Regions from separate parts of the Zea mays genome. Here region 2 is linked to region 1. Evidence: chromatin contacts called from public Hi-C data. All regions are on one chromosome and are shown on one strand. Each heading gives the region's core, a stretch centred on a gene start, on an enhancer-like site or on the middle of the called end of the contact. The rest is flanking DNA. Distances are from core to core; before and after follow the strand shown. Region 1 has its middle 54 kb from the start of LOC100282187. Region 2 holds the start of LOC100285830.

What was found. A called contact is a pair of places that touch in the nucleus more often than the background predicts.
Region 2: a Hi-C map of tassel shows a contact between it and region 1, with 2.6 times the contacts expected there. The contact joins the promoter of LOC100285830 here to the enhancer-like site in region 1. A contact is called at or near these places in 2 of 25 Hi-C or Micro-C datasets (bundle sheath and tassel).

What each region holds. Positions count from the first base shown.
Region 1 is chr1:4,541,455-4,548,389 of Zm-B73-REFERENCE-NAM-5.0, forward strand. No RefSeq gene overlaps it. Among protein-coding and RNA genes, the nearest start is that of LOC100282187, 54 kb to the left of the region's middle. Within about 2 kb of position 1,782, at least 18 of the 20 cell types and tissues checked have an H3K27ac peak or open chromatin away from gene starts, as enhancers often do. A contact at or near this core is called in bundle sheath and tassel, where this site is marked.
Region 2 is chr1:4,792,633-4,799,204 of Zm-B73-REFERENCE-NAM-5.0, forward strand. LOC100285830 reads right to left here and starts at 3,280. Exons shown (of 2, transcript NM_001158720.2): 1 at 2,458-3,280; 2 at 696-1,390. The coding sequence starts at 3,260. The coding sequence ends at 766.

The DNA of each region.
Region 1 (6,935 bases), core at 532-3,031:
CAAATCAACATGTCATCCATTCTAATATAAAGAATATAATAAACAAGTCCTATCATTTATAGATCAGACCCTAGGGCGAGAACATGATTTTTAGCCGCTTGAACCGATTGGTCACCCCTGGCGATAGGGGATTTGGGTCTAGCTCGTGACGCTCCACTCGAAACCACCCCCTTGCAACCCGCTAGTTGGGGGATTTTTATTGAAATGTTGTGTGGAATGAGATCCACCTAGGTAAGGGTATTTGTAGAGGGCTTGGTGATGAAATTTGTGATTTTTTGTATTTTTTACCATTTTTTACTCCAAACAGTCAAAATGGATAATTGCAACGACTACCACACATGGACCAATCAGAAGCCGCCACGTCACTCTCGTCTGTTGCTCTCGCTCGCCATCTCGTCCGCGCCAACGCGTCGCCCTCCCTCTCCCCTGGGCGAGCGCTCCAGCGCGGGCGAGAGCGGGGCGATATCGCCCGCTCTCGCTGGGCGCTAGCCGCGTCGTTCGAGGACACCCACTCGACCACCTCTCTCTATGCGCCAGGCGATAGAGGCCCCATGCCGCCCGTCCTACCGCCCCCATTGGCACCACCCTTACAGAGCAACCACTTCATCCTCATCCTCGGCCTCCGTGGCCACCCTTATGGGCACCGCATCCTCCAGATCATATGCGCGCTCGATCACCCTTAGCTGGCGTGCGCATCGCCGCAGCGGCTTGGACGAGTCCAGACCGAGCCCAACATGGGTGATGACGGGGACGCGAGCTTGGCAGCGAGGTCGAGATGAGGTGGTGGTAGCAGCGCAGTCGAGAGGATGTGGGGTCGTTAGAGGTGGTGTGGCAGGGAGGCGAGGTTGGTAGGAGCGCGACAGATGTTGACGCTCAGGTAGTGGAGGCGGTCAGACTCACGCCGTGGGGTGGGGTTGCGGAGCCACGCATGACATGGAGGCAGGAGCGCTCACGTCGATGAGTGGCGCTGCAGAGCCGTCCTTGAGTGCGAGGTAGTGAATCGACGGGTACACGCACAAGGAGGGCATGGGGAGGAGCACGACGGACAATGCCCTAGGGAGTACCCTAGGGAGCGGGAGGGAGACACACTTCATCATCGTCAAAATAGTGGAGTGGTATGTTTCGTGTGTCCATTCCTGCCGATTGGGTTAGGTGGCCTGGATGATAGGAGACGAGCACCGTGCAACGTGTGTGCGTACAGTTCTGCCCCTCCGCACCACTGTAGTGTGCAGTATGAGGTCATGTTGGACAGGAAAGCCTGAAACGGAGTGGGCGTGACCGCGAGTGACGTAGGTCAGTGCGGAGCGTACTGGCACACAACTATAGGTCGAGCGAGGGAACTAGGCCTTCAGGTCAAAAAGAGATAGGAGGAAGTTTTATCTTTTTAATTTTTAGATTAATTTAAATTTATTTTCAAAACATTTTAGAACATGTAAAAATCATTTTGAATTTAGATAAAAAGCACTCTGTATAATAAACAATATATGTTGCTACACTTTATAATAAATTTTAATATAATAAAAAACACTTTATATTTTTTCATGAACATAAAATATTATAATTCAAACATTTAAGCTATATTTTTAAAAACTATAAATTTTACTAGTACGTAACGAATCTACGTTAAGATCAATCTCTTCGTGGAGATTCGGATCCTTTTACTTCTAGACGAGGGAAGGAAAGTTTCCCTGGGTCGTGACAGTTAGTTGGGCCGTGTACTGGGTGTAGAATGTCAGGCGCGTTCCAAGTATCGCTAAAGCCCAAGTGGCAGGCTGATCGATGCATCTTGGCCCATTAGTCGGATAGGTGGTTGCTCGTCCTAGACCACAATGGTCCAGCAGTCCATGAAACCATCAGGCCCACAAGTTTGTTCCCACCGAAAATAGTTTCCGCTCCGCCTCCGAGCCCGCCCGGCCCGGCTGCCCGCCACCGCCGATCTCCCCCACCGCAACCCACCTTGAGACCTGAGCGAGCGTCACCCCGACGCGCGGGTCGACCCCGAAGCCGCCGGCGAGCCACAGCTAGCATACGCGGACGATCCGGGGACTCTGCTCGCCTCGTGATTGCTGCTGGCTTGCCGGTGGTGTCATCGGTACGTGTTCTGTATGACCGAATTCCTCGTTGGCGGCAGCAGCAGAGAATGCAGGGTGGTGCCGCGTATGTAGCAGCGCTTGCTGGTTGCGCCGCCGCACAGCAGCTGAGCGCCTGACTGGGAGCCTCAGATCCTACGCGCATGTATGCATGTGACGCGCCATGCATTAACCCCATCAGAGCTCAGGGTTTCAGCTTTCACTTCAGGAGTCAGGATCAGAATTCAGAAAGGGTTTCAGTTGAGCCTACAACCTGTCAACCTCCTATATACATACATAGGGCTTGCTTCGTTCGCTCGTCGTCGATGGACAGACAGATGCGGTATGCCGCTCATGCATGTTAGCTGTTGTTGTGTGCCCTCCATCAGTTCGATTATGGATTTTTAAGTGGGCATGCAGCATGTACGCGTGTACGTACGCGGCGCCGTGACGACGCCGCGCCCCGACCGCGACCGGCCAGCAGGCCGAGACGCTCGCCGCCTGATTCGCGCGCGCGCCATGCCCATGCTGTGTTGCTAGCTGCTCAAACTCACATGCCTCCGATCCGGAGTCCGGCTAGCACCTAGCAGCGAGCTTCGCTCACATTCCTTGCCTGCGTGCGGTGCGTGCAGTACAGCGACTGCAGCGAGTTTCGTTCTTCAGAATTCGCCGACTACTGGATCGATTCATAGTTTCAGACTTAAGAAGAAAGGACTAAACTGAAAGGGATGCGATGTGCCCTCTCAAGGACTGAAGCGTCCTTTTTCTCTCAAACGACGACAGGAGGGGGGCCGCGCCGGCCGGGCCAGCGTGCGTGCTCATCGCCGCCGCAGCAGGGATCGGAGACGGGAGGGACCGCCCCACCTGCCTGGCAAGCTCACGGCGATTACAGTTGCGTTACAGGGAGGATCGATGGCAGCTGCAGGGCGCTGTGATGCATATGCTGATGCCTGCACAGTGGCGGAGTTATGTGTGCGGGAACAAACGAACAGGACGCCGGGAGGCCAGGCCAGCGTGCTCTCGCTAACGGAGGCAGGCGCAGCGCAAGGACCTCATCCATCCACCCCTCCACACCGTGCCCACCACCACCGGTTCTGGCAGAGTTTCAGGCAGCTGCAACTGCATGCAATGCAATGCAGCAGCAGGGAGCGCCGGCAGTGCCTTCATTTTTTTTTTGTGCTCCACCCCCACAGCTCCACTGCATGGTGCGTGGCGCATGCCATGGAAGCACTACGACGCAACACTGGTCGGCGTAAACACATGCACGAGGAAGAGGTGGAGGAGAGGGCTTGCTTTTTCACGTGACACTGGCTCAGCGACTGAGCCGGGATTTTTTTAGGGGGCTTAAATAAACCGATATAACAATATAATCTCACTAAATCACCTATTATAGACAAATATATTCAAACATCGATAAACTATGAAAACCATAAAATATACAATAAAATTACGTTTTAAACTTTAGGGGGGGGGGGTCTAGCCCCATCCACCCCATCGTTACTTAAAACCATCCCTGTACTGCCACGTGTCTATTTAGTTAATTTTAATTCAAACATAATTTCATTAGATAGATAATTTTAATTGAAAAAGTCGCAAGCTACAAGTTGTAGATTTTTTGGAGATATAGAACTTTTGTTTTTTTAGCATTTCTCCATCTAAGATCATTCTCTAGCACTAATAAACACTCACTCATGTAGTCACTAGTAACTATAGAGCACATGAATCCCCTTGGTATCAATCCTATAAATTCTTGTGAATCAAATATCTTAAAATTAAAATAATTTTAAATAAAAAAAGTTGTAAACTACAAAGTTACATAACTTTTTAAGGTATATATATATTCTTTTTGGCCGTTTTTGTTCCATATAAGATCTTTTCTTACCACTACACATTCACTTTGACTATAGAACATATGGAATCTTTTGGCGTAACTATATAGTCTTTCGAATATTTCGGCATCAAAACGCTTTGAAATGAAAAAAAATATCAATTATAAAGTTGGAGACCGCAACGAGTACAACAACTTTGATGTAATATTTTTTTATGAGATTTCATATGATAAGATTATAAAGGTTTTTGAACAGTTATCAACTGTATCATATCCCGAACCGATAGCGATCCTTTCATTTGCGAATCGGCAATAATGACCTAACAATGTCACTACTGTTCCGTACGTGGCTAGAACCAGTAGTGATGTGTACTAGCAGAATTCGACACTGATAGGCCGATAGACATTATTATGAGCGTTGGTTCTTAAGCGAGTGGCGGTGATGGACTGTCATGGGAAGTTAACTAGTGTGGCTACGCAAGAGTCTTGCGGTGAAAAAGATCTATAGCGAATCACTACCACTTGTTACATGATCTGTTGATATAGATTGATGCCAGTACAGCTAAAAGTTAGTACTCTCTTCATCCTATTGATCAAGACGTGCATGCATGTATTTAGAAAAGATAACCTTTTGAATGTTTGACTAATAACGCAGCAAAAAATATATAAATTCTGTGTATGCATGCTATATATTTAGATTCATATATAATAGTGTTTTAAGATGATGGTATTTTTGTATTTAGTGCGAGTGCGACTGTTCTTCTGTACCGTTGGTATATATATGTATGTCGCGTGCCCGCGTGCACTTAGATATTTCTCTCCGTGTTTTCGCTTTCATCTGAGTAGGCTTAGATATTTTTCCCTTGGGGAATACGGCGAGTGTATAGTACTTCCCTTGACAGCTACAGATTTTGCACGCATCACCCATTTAGCTAGGCTAGTTCTGACGTGGAAATTAAAAAGGCGTACGTCGGGTCGCTTTTAGGTTTTCGGATGATGAGCATCGAATCACACCCGTCGCAGTCGTCTTTTAGGACATTTTAATTATACATATCACTTGTTAGGCATGCATTTTAATCAACCGTAATATACCAGCCATGTACGCGAGCCTTAAGCTACATTTAGAAACATCACAGGCTGCTACGTACGCACATAATCTTTATAATATTGGTAAAGCCGCGTGCCCGTGTTTTTGGTACATACATGTGACACGAACGTACTTGGTCCAACGAAGAAATATTTCAGCGTGTCTCCTACATTAGTTATCTATAGTTTAATTTATTCTTTTCTTTAAAAAGTTCTAACTTATAAAATAAAATATTGTGGCGTCCCACTAGACGAGGGTTACACTCAACTCATTTTAAATGATCCAAAGATTAACTTGAATATCACGGTTCTCTTTATCTCAATTATATCCGTTTGTGAGAAATCTTCACACTTTTGAGTCTCTCACACCTTACACAAAAGATCTCAAATGAGCACAGGAGTAAGGAGGGAATAGCGACACACAAGAGCGAGAGTTGCAGCACCAACACACACACAAGACAAGAACGAGCACACGAAAGCAACGCAACGGAGTTACAACTCAGAAAAGTGCTCGAATCTCTATCACAGTGAACCAGATGCGTGAATGCAAAGCCTTGGTGTCTTAGGATGTTCAAGAGCTGTTTGGTGTTCTACTCCATGCGTACAGGGGGTCCCTTTTTTATGCCCCAAGACAGCTAGGAGCCGTTTGAACTCCATTTGGAAGGCTTTAGTTGCCTTCTGTCCGTGGGCGCACCGGACAGTCTGGTGCACCACCAGACAGTGAACAGTGCATGGTTTTCTTCCTTTTTCGGCGAAGTCGTACGTTACAGCCATGACCCCGTGGTACACCGGACAATCCGATGTGACCTTCCGATTGTTGGTGAAGTCCACGCGTCGCCCGCTGATCGTTCGACCGACCGTTGGCGTAGGAGCGGCTGCCACACCGGACAGTTCTGTGCACACCGGATAATACGGTGAATTATAGCCACGACTCCTCCAACTTTTCTTGAGAGTAGTCAGTTCGCCGCGCGCGCCAGCCTGAGCACCGGACACTGTCCGGTGCGATCGTAGACTGGTGCAAGTTTGGCTGGGCGTAGCCAAACTTCTCCAATCCAATCTCTTTTGATTTGACAAGGTTCCTAGCACTTAGTAGAATATGTTAGTACCAAAAACAATTTACTAAGTCTAGAATCATACCTTGCATTTACCTTGCATACTTTTACACATATTTTTGCGAATCATACCTTGCATTCACAAGTGGTTGGCTGATCTAGTTGCTTTGGTCTTAGTAGACGACACGAACAATGTTTTATATGAAAGCAGGGTAATATAATTATTGAAAGATGTGGTATCAAACATTGACTAGATAGCAGCTTGATTGTGTAATACCCAGCAGCCATCTCAACACTTCCATGATTCGATCAGATGAGTGATCGTTTTGGTAATAAATAATAAGTCATATCGAGCACTACCATGACTATCATTATTATATTAATTAATCTACTTAATCAGTCTCAAAATACACATCTATACTACTATATAAGAATCTAATGTGGGCGTCTGGTGATAACGCGCCGTGCCCTGTGGGCCCCACACCCAGCGCGCCCGAGCAGTGCTCTCTCACCTACTGTTCTATGGGCCCCGAGCGCTCGTGCAGCCAACTACTATGCTTGCCTAGCACCCGACCTCGCCCTCGCACCTGCCCTCACAGCTACCACACCACGAAAAAATAGTGCAGAGCGAGCACTCGAAACCACGCCCCTGCTCCAAAAAATTAGGGCTAATCACCAAACCATACATACCTTAGTGTTTTAAAATAAATAATGATTATTTGAATAAATATCTCAATATCTATTTATATTATATATAAAAACTGTAGCAAAGCATGAACAACTGACTAGTAGATATGTAAGTGCTAAAGTCATTATATTAGTGCATATAGCGAAAGGGCATCTAGTGTAATGGTCAAGGCTTTCGAGTAACACCTCCAGGTCCCGCATTCGATCCTCTCG
Region 2 (6,572 bases), core at 2,030-4,529, 250 kb after region 1:
TTTCAATGGCCATGATATACAGTTTATCATTTTATTAATTAATTTCAATCTCTTCATGCTCGAAGCATAACCAGACGAGTTAGCTTAATAAAAATACATGACTAACTAAAAGTTCTACTATAGTACATCCATATCCAGGCTTTTGAGCCTCGCACATCTTCATGTTATATTTGAGTGTGGTGTGCTGATATTTGGTATAATATTATGGTTCAAGTGATGAATTGCTAAGATGTTCTAAGATTACTAATCCGAGTGTTTTCCCTGTCCAACTGTTCCTGTAGAGAATGGAGTAAGACGTCAGTAGTAATATAGAGTCTAACATTATGTAATACAGCATTATTTCTACTTTCACCCTTCTAAATTAGAAGACATTCTAACCTTTTAACATTAATAACATTTATTATGCTATTAGATACACGCTATGTCTAGACATAATAAAAACAATATATCTAGAAAAACTAAAATATTTTTATAATTTAAAATATAGATAGTAATATTTTCCTTTTTTTGTCTATGTCGTATGGACATCTTAAGGCACATATATACTATAAGCGTTTGGTTTTCTAAGTAAACTGTGTGTGTGACAGAAACCAGTTGATTGGTTTGTGCCACAGGTGAAGTTATTTGAGTCCGGATTGCTACTTGTTGTATGCGCTGCATTGTGGCAACCAGCTAATGTCAACATATAAGATTAGAAAGATGAGCCGACCTCGGTTCGGCCTCATCAAATCAACCAAATGGAAATGCATCTATATTAATGTTAGATCAAGGTGAGATAATCCCAAAAGCAAGTGAAATCAACTCGTTGGACAACAAAAATCCATCTGGGTCGCTGAGACGGATGAATGCAATTCTGCTTCCAAAACCATCTTCATTTTGCAGGTCCAACTCAAAATCAGTATGTGGCAAGGCTTGTCGATCCATATCCATTGCAATTACATGCCCACTCTCCACAAAAGGCTTAAATGTGTTACACAGTGATAGCGCCAGGCTTTTCCCAAAGGATTTACTGAAACTTTGCAAATCAAGCCCCCAAGCTGTTCTCAGCGATAGCATAACCACATCCAGTGCCATGTCCTTCAGATCAGAGCTTCTAGACTCATGTCTCCACGTTCCATCCTCTAACTTCTGAACCCATTCTGCATACTCCTTTGTTCTTCTGGGCCTGGAGTACCTCACACCGTTAATGTAGCTCGCAGATCCAAGACCAAAGGCATAGAAGGGTCGGTTTTGCCAGTATGTTAGGTTGTGCTTGCACTCGTATCCAGGCTTGCAGTAGCTACTGATCTCATAGTGGTTATAACCTGCTTCAGAAAGTCGCTTCGAAGCAATCCTGTAGAAGTTTGCAGATTCGGTGTCACTCGGCAGAGGAAAGACACCAGGAGTATACCTGCAAAAAGTTACATACGAATATAATATAAGAATCAGTGTCCATTCGTCTCTTCAACTGAAGCACAATGGTCTTAACAAGGCCCAAACGTACACACACAACAATTAATATTGCTGGCTTGCATCTACATGTAGTGTTCATTGTTCAAATACTACATTATGGAATCACTGAACTAAACATGGCCTAAGCAATATGTTCAAATACTACGGTGGATTCCATAATGTTTGTTCAAATACTTCATCATCCATAATGGGCAACAGAACTAAACATGGCCTAAGCACATGGTGATAGTAAATTACTGTGCACAAACTGTAAATTTATGAGTGTATGGTGGCAGATGTACTAAATTCATGGTGATGCTGCCCAAAGTACATGGTTAGGCCCAAACCGAATTAAAGGGTAAACTTTTATTCCACAAACTAAAATAACGTCTTGTAGTAAGCATTGTAAAATAAACAAAGAAAAGAGCGTTACTGACTTTGAGTCGGTTGCCCACAGGTGGATCATCAGTAACACAAATAATGGCATTTTGAATTGTGCTTGTGCTGCTACTTTATGGTGCTTATGAAAAACATATAACCTATTTGTTTTCAGGGGTGATCATGGTCAGGGATGAGTCAATTCATTGGAGACATCGTGAGAATGCTATGGTGTTGCCCAGTTTCATTTAAGTCCAAGAAGCTGGTGAAGATGGAGAGGATCAATGGGACATTGGAGAAGATGGCAAACTAACCACCGAAAGTTGGGTGGAACAATGCAATGATGTGTCAACTACATCAGATTTGGAAGTCTGGGTGGGGCATGGAGATCAGAGCCAACAGGTCTCTTCACCTGCCAGTTCTCATATGAAGAGTGGCCGGAGTATGAATGCAAAACGTGAGGCGTTGAGTGCATCCGTGCCATGGGAAAGTAGGAGGACAGATGACAGTTCGAGTAGTGCTGCTCGTTTAGCTGAGATTGATTGCTGTGATGATGTTGCTTATGGCAGGCACAAACCAGATGAGAATGCCTACCATTTGTTTCTGTAAAAAGTTGTAGACAACACAGGGAGAAGAAAAATCACTTACATCTGCCCAAACTTGGTGCCCTGCTCAATTTGCAGATCATACACAGAAACGTGAGTGGGCCTTGCATCCACCGTGCACCTCAAGCTTTCCTCCCACATCTCCTCGGTTTGATTCGGCAGCGAGGAGATGAGGTCCATGCTCCAGTTCTGCAGCCCCTCGCACGCCGTCACGATCGCGACGGCCTCGTGCACCTCCTTCACGCCGTGCGCGCGTCCGCACGCCCGCAGCAGGTCCTCCTGGAACGCCTGCACGCCGAGCGAGACGCGGTTGACGCCCACGCCCACGAGCTCCTTGAGCCTGGCGGCATCGAACGTGCCGGGGTCCATCTCGATGGAGACCTCGGGGCGCGCCGACAGGCCGAACCTGGCGCGCAGCGCGTCGAGGACCGTGGCGACCAGGCGCGGCGGGACGAGCGACGGCGTGCCCCCACCGAAGAAGACGGTCTCGAGCGGCACGCCATCGTCGGAAACCGGGCGCGTGGCGGAGACCTCGCGGAGCAAGAGGTTCACGTAGTCAACGATCCTGGGGTCTTCCGCGGCCTCGCCACGGGAGGGGGCTGACGATGAGCCGAGGGCGATGATGGGGAAGTCGCAGTAGTGGCAGCGCTTGCGGCAGAAGGGAAGGTGGACGTAGGCGGAGGCCGGGGGTAGCGGCGGTAGCAAGGGAGAGTGAGGTGGGGAGAAGGAGGAGGCGGTGACGGCGGCCGCGGAGGCATATCGTCGAGCGGGTGGAGGGCGTGGGCGGATTGCGGACGGTTTCCGGCGTGGGAGATGGGAGACGAGCGGGAAGGCCAGCCGGAGCATTATGGAAGCTGTGGCGTACCTGCCGGATAGGAATTCGTGACTTGGGATGGGCATGGGCTACGCTGGGTGCCTGGGTGGCTCGTGGCTGTAACTGGGTCTAGGGTACGAGTCACCTACATTCATTTAGATCTAAATCCAAAATTTAAATCACTCCTTTCAAGTCTTGGATGATCAAATTTTCCACATTCGCCCTACTAGCGTTGTTGATCATGTACTTGAAAAGAAGTGGCCATTTGTCCATTTCTCCTAAATCAGCGAGCCTTGTGATTGAATATATATCTCCATCCTTGCCTTCCCGAACTTAAAACAACACCTTTAAAAACACACGGTTTTATGGAATACATGTCCATTGCTATTTATTCTAATAATCGGTTATGATTAATTAGAAGAGGAAAAACTAGCTCCAATAACACTTAGGCCTTATTCGGTTACATGGGATATAATCCCACCATGGATTTAATCCGGGTATGGATTGGGTGAATCCATATCTCACACCCAATCCCATGGTGGGATTAAATCTATCAACAAATCCATGTGACTTTCAAAGCTAATTATTCTTTTGATCCATGGATTCTAATGTAAACTTGTGCAATATCTCATGGATTTGTTCCATACTTAATGGGCTATGGATAGAATCCATGTCTTCTATAGTTTAAAAAATTCCCAAACCTTTGGGTTATATTCCATGATGGGTTTAACCGAATAAAAAAATTAAGTAGTCATGGATTATTTTGGGGCATGTATTGAGACATGGATTTAATTCCAATCCATGCTAATCCAGAGCGGGATTGGTGTAAACGAACAAAGCCTTATAGGATCAAAAGGCAAGGATAGGCAATCAGAGTGGGTAATTGATTGTGGAAGGTAAAAAAATAAGAGAATAATTATAACACCTCATGATTTACAAAACCTAATTAATTCATGCTTCTCAATTGTGGATAGAACTATATTTTGTTAGTTAAAATTATATTGTCAAAATCTGTAACTCCGATTGACCTGGAACTTTGTCAAAATAGACTAGATAAAATTATGCAACTAACCAACTGAAAATCATGTCAATCGGACTTGCGGATCTGGAGATATTAACAAAACAAGATTGTTGTGACGAGAATTGATCAAGCCCTAGTTTCGTGATTATTCAAGAACCATGAAAGATTAAGCAACTAAACTTTGCAGATATGCCCTAGCAATATTATAGTTGAATCAAGTCAATAGTAACAATTGAAATTAATAAATCAATCTATAATCAAAAGCTAGGGATATAAATGATAAGCAAAGAAAGAGGAACGAGATTACCACACTGATTTTGCATAAACATCAACTTTATTGCCAAGTTTATGTGTATAAAATGCTCTCCAAAACATCACAAAGATTTCTCCACGAAACTTCGCAAACTCTAGATAAAAACATAATCTTGGGTCTAATATACTCTCTCTCTCTCTCTCTCTCAAAGTCTGCTAAAAAACAAGGTGAATTAACTATCTATGTGCCTAAATCAAACTCCGAATAGGTCTACTAGTCCAATTCGACTCGGTTTGATCCAATCTGGGCCAAACTTTCCAATTCAGCCCTCACCGGCTCCTTCTGGACCGGGTTGCCTCCTTGCGCTTGGGCTGGTCGCGCGTCGAGCCTGGGCCAGCCGCACCGCACTGGTCTGGGCCGCCGAAACACGCCCGCCTGGGCCATCCGCGCCGCACTGGTCTGGGCCGCCGAAACACGCCCGCCTGGGCCACTCGCCAAGTTGGCCGTCACTGTACCTGGGCTGGTCTCTGCACAAGCTTGCTTCTGGATATAGCAATGGATAAATATCATCGGTACTACATTATATCTATACATACGACAAAAATAACACCATCGTAGTGAATATGGATTTACACCGTACTCATACCATGGGTATGGGTCAACCGTCAAGGCACTTTAAACATCTATCAAAATGATATATTATACAAATATATCCATCTAAATAACATTATAAAATTTCTACCATCATTTAACCATCTATTTAACAACACCAAAGATAATTGAATAAAGTAGCAACACTAGGATAGTACTACATAGCACATTACATGTTTCATTACATGGTCATCAAATAGTCGTTAAGCCTTCTATAACACTATAGCACAAAAGGTTATTAAATAGTAAAAAAGATGGATGACTGAAGCCCAAGTTCATGCTTTTGGTCTAAGTTTATACTGTGTATTTTATACCTACAGGTTAACAGTTATATGGGTGAGCGTGGAACGTTCTAATACCCGTTTACCCATTGGATGAAGATTTTTGTCCAATAAGAAACACACGGCCGGTAGAATATTTAACCCATATACATACCCTAATGAAGTAAATACACATCGGATATCGTGTCGCGGTTATCCATTGCCATATCTACTTGCTTCTCAGCTGCCGCTCGGTGTTGCAGGTATGTCAACTTACGTAACCTCAGTATACACCGTTTCTCTAGGCTGAATGTACGTCGCATGACATCGTAAACCAATAGGATGTTAGTTCTCCCTATACTTAGTATCAAAACCTCGTTTCTCCTAAACCTAGACACTGACCATGTTCCGCTTTAAACAAAAATGCACATGAACAACAGACGTTGTACATAGCAACCACACATGTTTGCAATGTGTCTGGCCACTACTACCCGGTTACAGCCGATACTTCCTATTGACTTTTTTATTTACTTATCTTCTCGGAGGACAAATTAAGTTAAGTTTTACAATGCCAAAACAGAACCACATGCGCTATACTCGATCGAAGTCTATCATCTTGCTCACATCTTTAGTAGTACACGGCAGCTGTGTTGCCACTAAATCCACCGTTTTCCCTTGTGCCGTCGTCGGATCAGCAACGTATCCACACAGCACACAGGTAGTACATAGCTAATCTGAAGAGCCATCTCTGCGGTGCTTGGGTTGCCGGGCTACAGCAGAGATGTGAGTCCAAATTAACTGAACATGCTTGCTGATCAATATGGCCGAAAAGGTTAATTCATGTGCGTTGTGCTATGGTGCAGTGTCAGTCCACCATGCATGCTGCTTTTGGTGTCCAATGCTTTGGTGTCATGAACCTTTGTAAAATCGCGTTTTTTCACTCTCTTTTATATATAAATAAATAATACTCACTCTGCCCCAAATTAGTAGGTTTTCTAAAAATAGTTGACGTTTCATGTTTGCACACAGGAATTTAGAAGTTAACAAACGGTATGTCACGCATGCAGAAAATAAAGAGATATAGACATGCATCAAAAAGAAAGAAAAAAGGATATATTAAGAGAAGAGAAATGTGTATTAGAAATTGATTTGTTCAGAA